Regions from separate parts of the Mus musculus genome. Here region 2 is linked to region 1. Evidence: chromatin contacts called from public HiChIP or PLAC-seq data. All regions are on one chromosome and are shown on one strand. Each heading gives the region's core, a stretch centred on a gene start, on an enhancer-like site or on the middle of the called end of the contact. The rest is flanking DNA. Distances are from core to core; before and after follow the strand shown. Region 1 has its middle 10 kb from the start of Mbl2. Region 2 has its middle 22 kb from the start of Dkk1.

Region 1 (2,700 bases), core at 26-2,525:
CATATTGACTTCCAGAGTGGTTGTACCAGCTTGCAGTCCCACCAGCAATGGCGGAGTGTTCCTCTTTCTCCACATCCTCTCCAGCATGTGTTGTCACCTGCATTTTTGATCTTAGCCATTCTGATTGGTGTGAGGTGAAATCTCAGGGTCATTTTGATTTGTATTTCCCTGATAACTAAGGATGTTGAACATTCCTTTAAGTGTTTCTCAGCCGTTTGAGACACACATGGTATGTACTCACTGATAAGTGGATATTTGCCCAAAAGTTCACCATGCACATGACGCAACCCACAGACCAGATGGACCTTAAGAGAAAGGGAAGACCAGGGTGTGGATGCTTCAGTCCTTCATTGAGAGGGGAACAGGATGATCTTGGGAGGTTTGGGGGGAGAGCAAACAAGAAGGGGCAGGATCAGGTACTGGAAGGGACAGGAGACAGGTACAGAGGGTCAGGAAATCAAATAAAAATATGTAGCAGTAGGGGTGAGGAACTGGGCATAGCCACTGGAGGGTCCCAGACTCCAGGGAAATGAGAGGCTCCTAGGACAGGGATGGCTTTAGCCAAAACGTGCAGAGAAGGAGAGATAGAACCTGTAGAGACGCCTGGCATGGTGGAGCACGCCTTTAATCACAGCACTCGGGAGGCAGAGGCAGGCGGATTTCTGAGTTCAAAGCCAGCCTGGTCTACAAAGTGAGTTCCTGGATAGCCAGGGCTATACAGAAAAACCCTGTCTCGAAAGAAAAAAAAAAAAAAAAGAGCCTGTAGAGACCACCTCCAGTAGATAGACACAGCCCTCAGTCAAGGGGTGGGGCCACTCACCCTTCTCAAAGTTTTTAACCCAGAAATGTTCCTGTTCAAAGAAAGAACAGGGACCAAAAAAAAAAAAAAAAGGAGTAGAGCCTGAAAGAAGGGCCATCCAGGGACTGCCCCACCTGGGGATCCCCCCTCATGTCTGCAGACTCCAAACCCGACACTGTCGTCCTTGCCAAGAAGTCCTTGCTGACAGGAACTAAAGGAACCTAGTGGGGAAATCCCCACTCAACTCCCAATTTGGCGTGCACCCAAGAATCACGAACAGAACAGAACGCCTTGATGTAAAAACATGAGGTAGTTTAATGGCGGAGCTCTGGGTAGAAATGTATCTCACGCAGGAGACAGCAGTTTCGACCACGAGGCTTGGAAGCTAGGGGTTTTTGTAGAAAAGGGGCTGGGGCTGGGGGAGGAATTGGCACGGTTTCCCATGATTGGTTCATTTAAACATCATCAGCCTGTTAACATTTAACTTAGGTCAGAAGGGCAGGAGATAGGGAGGCGCTGGGCCAGGTGTGTGTCATTCTCTTTATCTCTCTTTATCTTTATGTCGAAGCAGCCTCAGGAATGTCTTAATGACGGGCCTGCCCGGGCATGTCCTGGCCTGTTCTGCTATGTTCTTAGCCCCAGGTTTCAAAGCTCACAAACAACTCTTTGGGCTATTTGACATACATTACAGGAATCACAGGTCTCAAGTTTTTATTTTCTTTCAGAACCTGGTGTGGCTGTTCCTTGGGAGGATTGGCCAGCAACTGACCAAAGCTAATGTGGATGTTTAGAACCAACCATCAGACTGAGCTCAGGAAACCTGTTCAGGGAGCTGGAGGAAGCACTGGAGGAGTGGAAGGGGATGGTAACACCATAGAAAGAACAAGATCTGAGGCTGGCTGGACCACCCAGTGCTCGCATAGACTAAACCACCAACTAAGGAGTGTACAGGGAGGGATCCATGACTCCAGATAAATATGTTGCATATGAGGGCCTTGTCTGACATCAGTGGGAGGGGAGTCCCTTGGTCCTGTGGAGGTCTGATGCCCCAGTGTAGGAGGATACTTGAACAGTGGGGCAGGAGAGTGTGGGTGGGTGGGAGAGCACCCTCATAGAGGCAAAGGGGAGGGAGGTAGGAGAGGACAGATGTGGGACAAGGGATTTGTGGAGGGGTAACTAGGAAGTGGGATATTCACTGCAATATAAACAAATGGATGATTATTTAAAAAAAAAAAACAGCTAATAAATATTGTCAAAAGTGTTCAAATATCCTTAGCTACCCGGGAAATGTAAATTAAAACTATTTTGTAATTCCATTCATCCCAGTCAGAATGACTATAATAGAGAAAACAAATGACAACAATTACTAGTAAGAGTGTGGTTGTGTTCACACTCTCAACATTGGTGGGAGCGCAAACCAGTGTAATCACTATGCAAATCAATGTCGAGTTTTCTTGGAAAGCTAAAACTAGAATGACCATAGAACCCAGCTACACCAGGCCTGAACAAAGGGACACCTACTGTGCCTGAGCAAATGCCTACTATGAGAATATCTGCATATTCAAGTTCCTTGCTGCTCTACTCATAATAGCTAGGATCCAGCCTAGATGTCCACCAACTGATGAATGGTTAATGAGCACGCGACACACAGATGCAATGGAATCTTACTTGGCTGTAAACAAAACATGAGTTTTGCAGACAACTTGAGAGACTTGGAAGCTATTATACTAAGGTAGCCCAAGCCCAGAAGGACCAATGTTGCATGTTCTTTCTCATGGCAAGTCTAACCTATTTACAATTGCTTATTATCTGTCCGCGCTTTTTCACTTGCTCTCTGTGTAGGAGCAGGTGTTTGGGTTTTGTTTGCAGGACTTGAGTTTTTTGTTTGTTTGTTTGTTGTT
Region 2 (2,700 bases), core at 4-2,503, 300 kb before region 1:
TATTGCTCTCTTTTGACCCCCTTGGACTTTGCATTACTCCCAGATCAGATCGCCTTTGTTTGCAGAGCCAGTTCCCTTGGTGTATCATTCACATGATTCTTCTATAAGCATTGATCAGATACAGAGCTTTCCACCTCTCATCTGCCGCCTCATCTTCCTGCCTCTTCCAACATATAGTCCAAAGATCTCCAAGGAGAACACGTGAGAACTTCCTACAACTGAGAAATCTGTTTAAATTGTTTCCCCCTCATTTGTATTCTTATCAGGGTGGTATTTTGAGGTCACTTTCCCATAAGCCTTCACATTCTCCCTTGGTGGTATTGGGTTTCTATATGGCCATTGTTATTGTTTATAAAATAAATGCTGCTAAGTTGCCTTCAAACACTTCTAAGTTAAAAATATCTTCATGACACTATGCATTTCTAAATTTAAAGTTTAAGTCACAAGTAGCTCTTTAAAAAGCTTTAAAAAGTAGTCTATAGGAATAACAATATCAACCAACTAGAGCCGCCAGAGCTCCGAGGGACTAAACCACCAACCAAAGAGTACACTTGCAGGGACCCATGGCTCCAGGCACTTATGTAGCAGAGGACAGCCTTATCTGGAATCAAAGGGACAGGAGGCCCTTAGTCCAGTGGCGACATGATGCCCCAAGGCAGGGGGTGGAAGGTGGGTGGGGGAGCTCCTTCATAGAAGCAGGGGGGAGGGAGGGATGGGACAAGGAGATTACGGAGAGGAAAATGGGAAGGGGGAAGACATAAAAAAAATAGTTCAGTCTCACTATAAACATCACTTTACAAATCTTACCCTAATTCCTGCGTTATTGTGAAAATTCAATCTTGAATCAAAACCAACAGGGGTTTTGTCAATGACTTTTTTTATATTCAAAAGGGAAAACTGTGAAGTATATTTGTAATTAGTTCTATTTGATCTACTCATTTGAAAAATTGAAGAATAAAAAGATAGAACTTAAAGGAGCCTATTAGATTAATAAACTTAGAAAAGCCCTTCAGGGTAAGACAGCAGACTAGCCACCTGCTCTGCTATTATAGAAACCCTGGTTTTGATCTTGGATCTACTTAAGATGTCCTCAGCGTTATTTGTAGGAATCTACCTGGCAGTACTGAATACTTAAGAATGAGAAAACTCTGTTATCCTTGTGGACAGAAGCCTTGCATAATCCTCTGAGAGGCTCCACCCAGCAGTTGACTGAAACAGATGCAGAGACCCACAGCCAAACATTGATTGGATGGAGCTGGGGACTCTTAGGGAAGTTTCCTGAAGGATTGAGGGCCTGAAGCAGATAGGAACTCCACACCTGGACCCTTGGGGGCATTCAGAGATTGAACCACCAACCAAAATGCATACACAGCCTGGACCTAGGACACCCCACCCCCACCCCCACACATATGCAGCTCCGTCTTTATGTGGATTCCCCAACAACTGGAGTGGAGGGCTCTCTCTAAAGCTGTTGCCTGCCTGTCTATGTAACCTGCTCCCTTAACTGGGATACTTAGTCTGGCTTCAGTGAGAAAGGATGCGCCTAGGCCAGCAGAGACTTGATATGCACGCAGGGGGTGGTGGGTGGGGTGAGGGGGAATATTCTACCCTCTCAGAGGAGAAGGGTTTTGGGAGGAGGAACTGTGTGAGGGAGGGACAGGGTGAGGGTAAAATGAGAAAGCACATATAAAAAGAGTGAACCCGAACCTTGTCCAGGATGCATTGACTGTGTCCACGCCAGCTACAGTACTAAGAGTTTTCAATGGATTTGGCTCTATAGCATAATTGCCACACAGATATTCAAATTGTGGTCACTTTATGTGACTTTTCTCAAATCAGACCACTGGACAAAGGTAGACACAAATGCCTAACTAAGTGCAGAACTCAGGCTTTGAATTTTGACTAGCCCTCCTCTTCTCATAGAATTAAGTAGATAAGAATTGTATATTCGGGAGTGGAATCTAAAAGATTAGCTTTGGACCCTTATCAAGTTGCTTGAATTCTAATCTTCATTTATCTTATCACTGCATTCAGAATAGTGGTACCTCCCTAGTAGCCTATTTATGAAGTACTGATAGTTCTGGAACAAAGTAAGTATTTAATAAATGCTTACTAAATATTAAGTGATCTTAAAATGGTTAATCTTAAAAGGCTAATCTCTCCCCTTGAAGCTTTATGAATGTATATTTTAAGCAAATTTCAATATATTGATGATTACAAAATGTGTTTATTTGAAAGTATTGACTTCAACTAAGATAGTCTTTCTTATTTTTGAAAATACTAAAAGAACAGTACAATAAATTCAATTACAAACAAACTTCAAACTACAACCATGAGCTACGTCACTGTTTCCTAGGTAGAACTTGCTTAAAGCATTTCAAACAAAGCTGCAGATATCGGGCAATACTCCCAAGTTATTTTAGCAGATATTTCCTAAGGACGAGAACGTGTTTTGAGATTGCCATACTAACATTATTAAGCGTAATAAACTTAACCTCAACAGTAACACTTAATGTGAAATCTATATTCCATTTCTACAGCTGCCCACCACCTCGCCTCTCTCCCACCACACAGGTCCCTATTATTCGCCTTTAATTTTGGACCTAATACCAAAGCATAAATTGCAGTTGGTTGTCATGTCTTTGACAAATAAAAACAACCTTATTTATCTTTTCATGGTATTGATGTTTAAAAAGAGTT

Evidence for each region. HiChIP or PLAC-seq counts read pairs in DNA pulled down with a chosen protein or histone mark.
Region 2: an H3K27ac HiChIP or PLAC-seq map of extraembryonic endoderm stem cells shows a contact between it and region 1. The contact joins two enhancer-like sites. A contact is called at or near these places in 5 of 39 promoter capture datasets (HPC-7-derived erythroid cells, embryonic stem cells, liver and 1 more), 1 of 15 datasets of contacts at CTCF or cohesin (the NIH/3T3 cell line), 3 of 115 datasets of contacts at active chromatin or transcription factors (embryonic basal ganglia, extraembryonic endoderm stem cells and trophoblast stem cells) and 2 of 9 other capture datasets (embryonic stem cells and liver).

What each region holds. Positions count from the first base shown.
Region 1 is chr19:30,221,421-30,224,120 of GRCm38.p6, reverse strand. No RefSeq gene overlaps it. Among named protein-coding and RNA genes, the nearest start is that of Mbl2, 10 kb to the left of the region's middle. Within about 2 kb of position 1,275, at least 20 of the 459 cell types and tissues checked have an H3K27ac peak or open chromatin away from gene starts, as enhancers often do. A contact at or near this core is called in extraembryonic endoderm stem cells, where this site is marked.
Region 2 is chr19:30,526,189-30,528,888 of GRCm38.p6, reverse strand. No RefSeq gene overlaps it. Among named protein-coding and RNA genes, the nearest start is that of Dkk1, 22 kb to the left of the region's middle. Within about 2 kb of position 1,253, at least 5 of the 459 cell types and tissues checked have an H3K27ac peak or open chromatin away from gene starts, as enhancers often do. A contact at or near this core is called in extraembryonic endoderm stem cells, where this site is marked.